2 separate regions of the Sus scrofa genome follow, and region 1 is linked to region 2. A link is a contact called in public Hi-C data. All regions are on one chromosome and are shown on one strand. Each heading gives the region's core, a stretch centred on a gene start, on an enhancer-like site or on the middle of the called end of the contact. The rest is flanking DNA. Distances are from core to core; before and after follow the strand shown.

Region 1 (5,817 bases), core at 3,107-5,606, 120 kb before region 2:
GAGGTTTCACTTTCAAAGATATACTTTCTCTAACATTGGAAATTTTTACAGTGTGCATGTTTAACTTTTATAGCCAGATACAGTGGGAAAATTAAAAAAAAAACTTTTATAGCCAGAAATATACATATATATGTATATGTGTTTGTATATATATATATACACACACACACATTATCATATTCAATCGTTGAACTTGAAAGATAAAAAATGTCCTGGAGCTCCTGTTGTGGCTCAGGGGTTAACGAATCTGACTAGGAACCATGAGGTTGCCCTTGATCGTGGGTTATAACGATCCGGCGTTGCCGTGAGCTGTGGTGTAGGTCACAGACGCGGCTTGGATCCCGAGTTGCTGTGGCTCTGGTGTAGGCCGGTGGCTATAGCTCCGATTCGACCCCTAGCCCGGGAACCTCCATATGCCGCGGGAGCAGCCCAAGAAATGGCATAAAGACCAAAAAAAAAAAAAAAAAAAAAAGTCCCCTAAGGCACCTCGCAAGCTCCCACATTCCTAGACTAATCAAATCTCTTCTAAAAGCAGCCCACCCACCTACACCTTGTTCCCCCAAAAATCCCATCCCTTGCATTTTGTCGGCTTTTTTTTTTTTTTTTTTTTTTTTAAGGGCTGCACCAGTGGCATATGGAGGTTCCCAGGCTAGGAGTTGAATCGGAGCTACAGCTGCTGGCCTCCACCATAGCCACCACAGCAACTCGGGATCCGAGCCGCATCTGTAACCTACACCACAGCTCACAGCAGTGCTGGATCCTTAACTCACTGAACTAAGGCCAGGAATCGAACCTGCATCCCCATGGATGCTAGTCAGGTTCATTTCCTCTGAGCAGCGACAGGAACTCCATCCATCCCTTGCATTTGCTTGTATCTGGAAGACAAGACCTGGTTGGATGCTCCGCCCTGTTCCTGGAGCTGATGCTTAGGGCGCCCCCTTGAGGCTTAGGACTCCACAGTGCTACCCAGGTCCGTTGTCTCAGAAGTTGCAACCCACAAAGGTGAACTGGTGTCAGAGCGGAAACCTGGACAGTTCCTTGAAACTGTCTTGTCACTGTTGGTGGTGTTTTTCCTCCTGGCAACCTTCAAGCTTTTTTAGGAATCATTTCTCTCACTGAAAAATATAAAGGTCATCCTCTCCAGACTCTAAACTTCTATTTGTTCTCTCTAAACTTCCCCCTTCCCCTTTTCTGGCCTTCTCTACGAGTGCATACACACACACACACACACACACTCCACTGATGTCCAGTACTGTAAGTATAACCCCTGAATTATAGCTTCCCTCTTAGGGTGTGACAAAACCAGGTTTCTGCATCAGCAAAATGAAAACCAGACCCCAAGTCAAGATGAACTCATCAGAATAAATACCATTCTGGGAGTACCCTGGTGGCCTAGTGGTTAAGGACTTGGCGTTGTCATTGCTATGGCTCAGGTTACTGCTCTGGCGAGGGTTCCATCCCTGGCCTGGGAACTTCCGCATGCTTCAGGCATGGCCAAAAAATACATAAATCAGTACTACCCACGTCTGGGAGCTGAGCAAATTCCCCTTGTGATACCCTCTCTGTCTCATTATCTGCCTTCATCAGAGTGAAACAATACCTAATTTTGAAGAGGTGATAATAAAATATTAATTTCTACTGAAAACATTTAGTCAAGGACTCAGCAGTCCACACCTTGGATGGGCTAACCCCAGGCTTTTCCCACATCACGTGTATTTCCTGGAATGGGCTGGGTACCACAGGCTGAAGACGCTGCAGGTACATGTGGCGCTTCATCCAGGAGTGTCAGTTCTCCTAGGTCTTAGGGAGAGAGAAATGTCCCTTTACGGTAAGATGAGTAGATACTTTAAGGAGTACGTTTAGGCTAAAATGCAAAAAGATAAAACCGAACTAAAACCATCCCTCTGATAAAGGGCCGCATCACTGAATCCCCCAGGGTGAGGCTTTGCAGGCTTTGGAGTACATTCCACCTGCGGGCAGGGCCGGAATGGCTGGCACAGGTGTGAGACCGGAATGGCTGGCACAGGTGTGAGACCTGTTAGGACCCCTTACACTTGCCTTGATGCCCTGCTGCCAAGGTTTTGATTTTTTTTCTACTCATTTTTAAACTTGTGCTTCGCATTTTCATTTTGCACTGGACCCCACAAATTATCCAGCCGGTCCTGCCTGAGGATCTTATTACGGTGGAGATTCTGGTTTAGTGTGTCTGGGGATCTGTGTTCTAACTCCCAGGTAATACTCAATATTGGTCCAAGACCACACGTTGAGTGGCAAGACCTGGCCTTTCACTCTCTTCCACAGTTTCTAATACTTCCTCTTCTTCGAAGGATACCAATTATATTGCACTAGGTCCCACCTGTAAGATCCCACTTTAATTGCCTCTTTTTAAAGGCTCAACCTCCAAGGAGTCACAATCTAAGTTACTAGGGCTTAGGATCTCAAAACATAAATTTGGGGTGGGGCGGAGTGGGGGACCCAATTCAGCCCATGACAAATACAGAAGATAAAACCAAACAGAAATAACATGGGATAGTGGGTCCATAGGCAGCCCGTTCTTGATTTCAGCATTCACTGCAATGCATCCTTTATTCTCAGGTGAATATTATCCATTGAAAATGATGCGCTCTTCCATGGAAGGCAAGCCGACAGTGTGTGTGAGGGGCTTTTGAATCTCTGCTCTGTCACTGACCATGGAGAACTCGGTTGCTTCATGTGGCTTTCTTTCCTGTAAGATGAGGATAACGGTGCCATCTGACTCGTAGGATCATCATGAAGATTAATGAGGTAACCTCCGATCTCATCTTTCTCTGCTGTCATTTGGTATAGATTACCCTTGAAGAGGACAAGTCTTTCTTACTTACCCGAAGTTCCAGGCCCCTGATGTTTAAGCGGAGTGTATTGGCCCCTTCTCACATACAGGGCTCTGGGAAGGTTGAGGGGTGAGTTTGCAGAGTGAGCCCAGGGACCTTCTGGGAGGGAAAAGGCTGGTCCCTTTCCCTATTCCCTGAGAGTAGGGTTTAGGGAGATACATGGACTTGTGAGCAATTCAGAAAAGGATTCAGAAGTAGGAAAAGCCAACAGGTCCAATGTGTTACTGAGTCCAAGCTTGTGCTGCTCGCTGCAGAACAAGGCATTAAATCCGCAGACACGTTGCTGGGGCAAGGAATAGTGACTTTATTCAGAAAGCCAGCAGACCGAGATGGTGGACTAGTGTCCCAAAGAACCATCTTGCCCTGGTTTGGATGTTAGTTTCTTGTATGGGACAGCAGGGGACATCAGGAGGTAAAGCAAAAAAGGCAATAAGTTGTAACTATTTTCTGTTCAAGCCAGACTCCGGAGGGGATGTGTTCATTTCTTCCCGCCTGCAGTCATTCATAGGTGGGCCTGATCGGGAGGTTTCCTGAGAGCCAACAAAGGTATTTTAGCTTAATGCTCAGACATGGGAGGCAGGGTTCCTGGAGAAGGGCCATTATGTATCCCTTTTGTGATTAACTTGCAGCAAAAGCAATAGAATACAAAACTTAAAGAAACAGATCCAGTATGGAGTCAGACTGTTCTTCCCTATTACAAACTGAATCCAGGGACTTACAGCCAGGCTTGGCAATAAACCCAGAAAGGTGAGTGTGAGATGGGGATTCTGGCTCCTTGAAGTGCTTGATGCTGTAATTGGTTCTGCCTGTCCCTCAAGGCCGGTGTATTGTAAGATGAATAACCCTAGAGGCTCAGTTCTTTTAGGAATGACAGGGGGCCTCTCAAATGAGCATCACCTGGAGGCATCTCCTTTCCTTGAAAAACTGCTAGTGAGAAACTGGGTTGGTGAGCTAAGGCCCTGCCTCTGCAGCATCTCACGCAAGGATTGGGCTGCAGGTCAGCTCTGCTGCTGTTATCTTGCAAAGTTACTGAGAATCTGGGTTCCTCCACCATCCCCGAGTAGCTTGGCCTCTGGTGGACATGGCTCCCCAGTGGAGACTAAAAGAGAACTGTGGATGGTTTGGCTGTGAGCCCCTCAGGGCCGTATGGTTCTTCCTGGAAGAATTCCCCCTCCCCTTTCCCTCTGCTGGAGATTCCACTCCAGCAACTGGGGTTATAGCAGGAGCAGAGAACTGGGACCTAATCCTGTGCTTTGGCCACTGCCCACCATGACCAGCTTCTACACATTCAGTGCCCTTATCTGCAGTCCACCCACGGAAATGGGATCAAACCATGTGAGCTTCTTGCTACAAGACACAGGTCATGGCTCCTGGATTCTAGATGCCTAAAGAAAAGGGGGGATGAATCAACCCCTGGGGAGAGGTTGACGGGACTTCTGCACTTCCACCTCTCACCAGCAGGTGGCGCCTCAAACAATGTAATCTGGGACCTGACCCAGAACATTGTACCCAGCAAAAGGGAACCCTCCAGCGCACAGCAAAGACCTTTGGGGGCGGGGGGAGGTACTTCTTATTATGGGAACGATAATTACTCACATGATCTCCCCACCACCACTGCCATTTTGTTTTTACAAAATGGAATGAAGAGAAGGAATTTCTTTCTATTCGCGGAAGAATGCAACTCCCGTCAGGAATATAATTTTTCTTTTCGTCTCATCTGTCTTTTTGTCGGGCCGCTTCCCGGCATATGGAGGTTCCCAGGCTAGGGGTCTAATCCGAGCTGTAGCCACCGGCCTATGCCAGAGCCACAGCAACGTGGGATCCGAGCCGTGTCTGTGACCCACACTACAGCTCAGATCCTTAACCCACTGAGCATGGCATGGCCAGGGATTGAACCTGCACCCTCATGGTTCCTAGTCAGATTCGTTAACAACGGGAACTCCAGGAGTATAATTTTACCTCGACCTTAAAGGATTGACTAGAAGGAATGGAAAGTCCTAAAGTTCCCTCCTCACCTCTCTCACCCATCCTTTCCCTTTCCTCCTCCAGCTTCCATTGCCTACTATCGCTATAACCACAGCAACCTGGCTGGCGGGGAAATATGGAAACTCCAACTCATTCTTCTAGATTCAGGTAAGTCTCCACCTTTTCTGTGAAGCCTTTGTCCATCCTCACTTCAGCTTTGGAGAGGACAACCTCACAGATATGCCGATATGTACACCCTGTGCACACCTGTGTTACCACACTCACTGCGTTGCTTCAGAACTCTGTGTACCCGTGTGTCTCTGTCCCAACCCCATGATCCCTTGAGCATATGTGCACCCCCGTGCTTGGGTTAGAGCCTGGCAACACAGGAGCTGCTCAGGCACTTCCACTCCTGAATGTCAGAAACTTAAGGGAGGAGGGGAGCAGACTGCCCTGGAGCGGCGTGAGAGTGGGTGGGAGACAGGTTGTCCCAGGAGTGGAGTGGAGCCTAAGTAGCCTCAGAGGACAGAAATCATGTCCTCACCCAGGAAAGCTGTGCCTGGCATGCAGGCTGTTCCAGGCAGGAAAGGGAGGTAAAAGGTGGCAGAAAGCAACGGGGCAACAGAGTGGAGGTGAATGGATGGAACAGGGAGGGAGATGTTGACTTTCAGATCAGTGCGCAGCCCTTGAAACTGGACTAGAGTTTCAAGGCTGAGATAGTGAGAAGGAGCTCAAGTCCTATGTTTAAATGGTAATGACTCTAGAGGAGATGCCTGAAGGACTGCAGTTTAGACAGAGAAAAACTCCTGTGCAGAATTCCTCCTTTGGGAGTTCCCATTGTGGCGCAGAGGAAATGAATCCAACTAGGAACCATGAGGTTGGGGGTTTGATCCCTGGCCTTGCTCAGTGGGTTAAGAATCTGGTGTTGCCATGAGCTGTGGTGCTGGCACAGATGCGGCTTGGATCTGGCATTGCTATGGCT
Region 2 (5,592 bases), core at 2,315-4,814:
AAGTCCTGAGAACACCAGCTTTCTTAACACTCAGTTTCTGAAACTTGTTTCTAATAGTTGTCATTGGTTTGGCTCTTTTCCCATCAGGAGCATCTGGATTATGAGATCATTCAGTCTCTAAATCCTGAATTTAATAAAGCGGTGATCAGAGTGAACGTATTTCGGGAACACAGGCAGACCATTCAGGTGAGGCTTGGTCTAAAACCCTGCCGCTTAGGGCCAGTATCCTGCCGTGGATAAATACTCTTAAGGTCTCTGCTTTTGTAGTTGCTTTCTGCGCTGTGTACTTTAGATAGTGTTGTGGTTTTATGGTGTCTTTTAGATAGTGTTGTGGTTTTATGGTAAACATGTTCCAGGTTTTCAGCCTCCTCTAAAGAATGATGTTCAAGCAGCCTAACAAATGTATGTAGCCAGATTGGGAAGGTGTAGTTTTGTCCCCTGAGAAATGGAGCGGGTAGGATCGTAAGTGTGCTGATGGGCTGAGGGAAACATAATCACTTTTTCTGACGTCATTTCTAATTTTGCTCAGTTACAGCAGGTTTGGAAATGATGCATCTGTGACTAGAACAGTAACCTCACCATTTAAAAGAAAAAAAGGACTTTGTTACATGTACTCTGAATATTTGTGGTTTAGCCAGTGGCCTAGTTTCCTTTTTAAACAGCATCTCCCTGAAAGCTCTATAAATCTCCAGTGCTCTGTGAGCCTGAATGGTCTCTACTTGTCCAAAAGCTGCAATTTTGTTAAATCGTGACGGGCTTACAGAAGAGACGGAGACCCGTGGGCTCCTAATGGAGCAGCTTTATTGATTATTTTTGAGGTTGGGTTGGGGCAGGAAGTGGGCCAGGTAAACTTGGCGGTTTATGCCCTTGACCTTTATGCCCGTGAGGCACATGTATATGCCTGTCGGGGGGTATAGCTTTTATCAGAGATCAAGGTTGTAAGGAATGGTAAGTATTTATGCCTTTTCCCTCAAGGATCTTAATTTTTTTCTTGCTGGGTCTTTTTCTAGACCCTCTTCATTCTGTATATTTCTTCCTGCCTTTGCCTGCTTCCCTCAGCGGAGAGGAGGAAAGGCTGGTGTTGGGTAGGGTGGGCTGGGGGGCAGGCTGCAGGCGGTGAACACGGAGATCTGTTACAGCTCAAGAAAAACACACAAACCAAAGAAGGAAAACGTTTCCCCGAAACGCTTGGCTCAGCACTTGCTACTTCTTGGATCTGTCATCACAGACCCTCTCCTATTACTGGAGTCATTTTGTCTCCAGACTGGACTTTAAGTGCAGAAGAGGTGACCTGACTTTATGAGGCTACATTTGTGCCCCTTTGAGGCATCTTCTTTCTTGCTGGAAATTGAGAAATAGAGGAATATTAATGTCGGCCATGCCTCTCCAGGGGCCTGCTTTCTGCTGCTTTTATGAGGTGCTTGTTTAGTTTTTCTCCATAAGAATCCAAGACACGGGGCCCCATTGAGGACATGTATCCTGCTGGTGCAAATGAGTGGGGTCTCTGCCTCTTTGATTGAGCAACTTCTAGCAAAGCAGTTTAAAAATCTTATTTGTGGAGCTCCCATCATGGCTCAGCAGGAACAAATCTGACTAGTATCCATGAGGATGCAGGTTTGATTCCTGCCCTCAGTCGGTGGGTTAAGGATCTGGTGTTGCCATGAGCTGTGGTGTAGGTCACAGATGCTGCTCAGATCTCGTGTTGCTGTGGCCCTAGCCTGGGAACCTCCATATGCCATGGGTATGGCCCTAAAAACATTAAAAAAAAAAAAAACAAAAAAACAAAAAAAACCCTTTTTTGTAATGAAGTACTTATAAACTGCAGGAAAGCACAGAGACCAGTATAAAATAACACTCAAATGCCCAGACCTCAGGCTTAAGAAACGCTGATGTCTCGCTGTTTGCTGTGTTTGTTTCATATTTTCCGAGGGTGGGGGGATTTTCATCTTTTTTTTTTTTTTTTTTTTTTTTAAGGCTGCACTCGCTGCATATGGAAGTTCCCAAGCTAGGGGTCAAATTGGAGCTACAGCTGCTGGCCTACACCACAGCCACAGCAACCCAGGATCCGAGCTGAGTTTGCAACCGATATACCACAGCTCACAGCAACACTGGATCCTTAACCCACCGAACCCACAACCTTATGGTTCCTAGTCGGATTCATTTCTGCTGCACCACGATGGGAACTCCTGTTTCATATTTTAAAAAGCCGTTTATATTTTTGTTGTAAAAATCTGAAACCTCGCAGGCACAGTTGAAGTTCCTCTTGTACCCTTCCCCAGCCATTCCCTTCTGTCCGTCCGCACAGCAAACTCCTCTCTGAGAATGGTGTGTTTGCTTTCAATTCACCTGTTTCTGTTTCATTACATGATTATGAAACCATCGATGTTAACGTACTATACTTGTCCTTTTTGAGCCTGTCTTTGTTCACTCAACATTTGTTCTCAGGATTTGTCCAGATTGAAGTGTATAGGTCTGGTTGACTCGTTTTTAAGCACTGTTTGAAGTACATTACAATTTATTTATGTTTCAAGAATTGGAATTGTTAGGTTTTAGGGTTTGTGTAGATTTCCAGCTTTCTTGGATTTTTTCCAAATTCTCCTTTAAAGTGTTTGTACAGATTTACTTTCACCTCAATCCTTTCTCAGGTTTTTATATCCCCCCCATCCTATGAACACTGGCTGTTTTACTGCTGTTTAAGTGTTGCTTGTCTGCGTGTGAAATGAGATCTCCTTATTGTCTTCATTTTGCGCTGATTACCAGTGAGGTTGAGTACCTTTATGGTAATCGGCTGTTTAGGTTTCCTTTTCTGTAAAATACCTTTTCATGGCCTTTTGCAAAGTTTCAAAATAGCAGGAACCTCTAAAGAAACTGAAAGCATTGTTTGTATGCCAGCTCTTTGGCCTAAGGGTGCCAAGCTAGCTCATGGCAAGTTTGTGACATTAGATGGCCAAGCTAGAGAGTTCCCGTCGTGGCTAAGTGGTTAACGAATTTGACTAGCATCCATGAGCACAGAGGTTCGATCCCTGTCCTTGCTCAGTGGGTTAAGGATCTGGCATTGCTGTGAGCTGTAGTGTAGGTGGAAGACTCAGCTTGGATCCTTTGTTGCTGTGCCTGGGCGTTGCTACAGCTCTGATTCGACCCCTAGCCTGGGAACCTCCACATGCCTAAAGTGCGGCCCTAAAAAGCAAAAAAAAAAAAAAAAAGATGGACAAGCTAATAACATAAATAAGGACGTGTGAGCTTTGAGAAGGGAATAAGTTTACTTATTTATTTGCTTTTTAGGGCCTCACCCATGGCATTTGAAAATTTCCAGGCTAGGGGTCTAATTGGAGCTCCAGCTGCTGGCCTACGCCGCAGCCACAGCAACATGGGTTCCGCATTTGCGACCTACACCGCAGCTTTCAACCACTGAGTGAGGCCAGGGATTGAATCCGAAGCCTCATGGGTACTGGTCAGGTTCATTATTGCCGAGCCACAACAGGAACTCCCAAGAAGGGAACAAGTGTTAGAAGTGTCCCCACCAGCAGTGTGGGGGTGGGGGGGGGTGTGTCTTGACCTTTGTACTGACAGTGTCAGAGCAGCACACACAGTACCCAGCATGTAGGGGATGCTTGAGAACCCTGACTTCTTCCTCTTTAGCCATTGCTGGGGCCAAGCTTGCCTCTGGCCCCCTGGCCAGAATGAGGCTGGGGAGAAGCATGAGAAGACGAGAGAGGAGAGAAAGGGAAGGGAGGCACCACGTGTCAACTGCTGTGTCCCGGGTGGGGCATTTTTACAGATTTACCTGATTTTTTTTTTTTTTCCTCAAGCAGCCATCAGGTATTTCCTCCATTTTCCGGAGAGGAATCTGAGGCTCTGAGATGATGTGACCTACCCGGGGTCACACAGTCATTGGTGAAACCGTTTGGACCCAGGTGTCTGACTCTAAGCCCATGCCAACTTTGCACAGGCAGGGAAAAGTGGAAAGGAGGAGTGAGAGAAAGAAGAAAAGGGAGAGAGAGAGAAGAGAGACCTCTCTGTCAACACATTGGTGATCGCAGCTGTGCCAGTAGCTGGCCAAGCTAATGATACAAACGTTTCTTTCCCGCAGTATATACATCCTGCCGATGCTGTGAAACTGGGCCAGGCCGAACTTGTTGTGATTGACGAAGCTGCCGCCATCCCCCTCCCCCTGGTGAAGAACCTCCTGGGCCCCTACCTTGTTTTCATGGCATCCACCATCAACGGGTGAGACACCTCGGGCAGGAGCCGTTGCTCCCGTGCGGGTTGTTCCTGGTTGGATTGTGTTTTAAGGAATATGGCCTGGGCCTGGGTGCTTAGGGCTGATGGCTGAAGCTTGATTCTTTGGGGCTGCTTCACTCTGTCCTTGGCCTTCTGCAAATGGGAGCTGACCCCTTCATAAAAAACTGCAGCTCATTTCTGGTCTGAGCCGCAGCCCACCAGGATGGTCCCCACAAGACTGAAGAATTTCCTAACCCAGTTAAGTGTCTCCTGTCTGTAGGCCTGATCGAGTTCTAAAGAGTACATAGATGGCCGTACCAATGTCTTGTATCTTAGAATTATGTGAAAATATCGTATGAAATAAAGTAACTGTATAATTATCATAAGAAAGCAGACTTATGATTGAAGGGCTTTTTAAAAGATTTTTTAAACATTCAGTTCTTGTTTTCTATAGGAAAGTTCAAAAGGTAAGGTAAACAAAAGGAAAAATTAGAGGTCATCTGACCATCTAGAGACAGCTTCTGTTAGAATTGTGTATATTTTCTGTGCACGTATTTTGCTTTTTCATTTTGAATGAGAACTTAAATAGTTTGCATTTGTTTTAAATCTGCCTTTTTTTTTTTTTTGGTTTTTAGGGCTGCACCTGTGGCATATGGAAGTTCCCAGGCTAGGGGTCGAATCAGAGCTGCTGTTGCTGATTGCGCCATAGCCACGGCAATGCAGGATCTGAGCTGCACCTGTAACCTATACCACAGCTTGCAGCAACGCCAGATCCTTAACCTACTGAGCGAGGCCAGGGATAGAACCCACCTCCTCATGGATACTAGTCAGGTTCATAACCACTGAACCACAAGGAAACTCCTGAATTTGCTTTTTTATGTAAGACCATACTGTGAAATCTTTCTAGGTCAATATATACATATCTTCAATATTGGAAAGCTTTCTATATGGAAGTCACATCTTTAAGAGATAATTTTATATTACAGATTAATTATTGTGACTGTTTTACACTAAAAATCATTAAATAGATTATACTCTTTATGGTTAACAGATTTACTGAGATATAACTCATATAGTAGTTTTCTCATTTAACATGTATAATTCAGTGTTTATTAAGTATACTCAGAGTTGTGCAACCATCACCACAATCAAATTTAGAACATTTTCATTGCCTTGGAAAGAAATCCCATACCCCTTAATTATCATCCTCTAGTTCTTCTCTACCCCCCAGTTCTAGGGAACCACTAATCAACTTTCTCTGTCTATGGATTTGCCTGTTCTGGACACTTCATATAAATGGAGTCAGAATGTGTGTCTTTTGTGACTGCCTTCTTTTACTTACCCTGATGTTTTCAAGGTTCATCCCTGTAG

The links. Hi-C and Micro-C count contacts between places; a contact is called where the count stands out from the background.
Region 1: a contact with region 2 is called in a Hi-C map of alveolar macrophages, with 3 times the contacts expected there. The contact joins two enhancer-like sites. A contact is called at or near these places in 1 of 5 promoter capture datasets (fetal liver) and 5 of 47 Hi-C or Micro-C datasets (alveolar macrophages, blood, embryonic fibroblasts and 1 more).

The regions. Positions count from the first base shown.
Region 1 is chr2:26,926,505-26,932,321 of Sscrofa11.1, reverse strand. LOC106509384 (a long non-coding RNA gene) reads left to right here. Exons shown (of 6, transcript XR_002341524.1): 4 at 2,596-2,784; 5 at 3,500-3,617; 6 at 4,920-5,752. Among named protein-coding and RNA genes, the nearest start is that of CAPRIN1, 54 kb to the right of the region's middle. Within about 2 kb of position 4,356, at least 3 of the 83 cell types and tissues checked have an H3K27ac peak or open chromatin away from gene starts, as enhancers often do. A contact at or near this core is called in alveolar macrophages, where this site is marked.
Region 2 is chr2:26,805,338-26,810,929 of Sscrofa11.1, reverse strand. NAT10 (RNA cytidine acetyltransferase) reads left to right here. Exons shown (of 29, transcript XM_003122875.5): 11 at 88-186; 12 at 4,091-4,227. Among named protein-coding and RNA genes, the nearest start is that of NAT10, 19 kb to the left of the region's middle. Within about 2 kb of position 3,564, at least 1 of the 83 cell types and tissues checked has an H3K27ac peak or open chromatin away from gene starts, as enhancers often do. A contact at or near this core is called in alveolar macrophages, where this site is marked.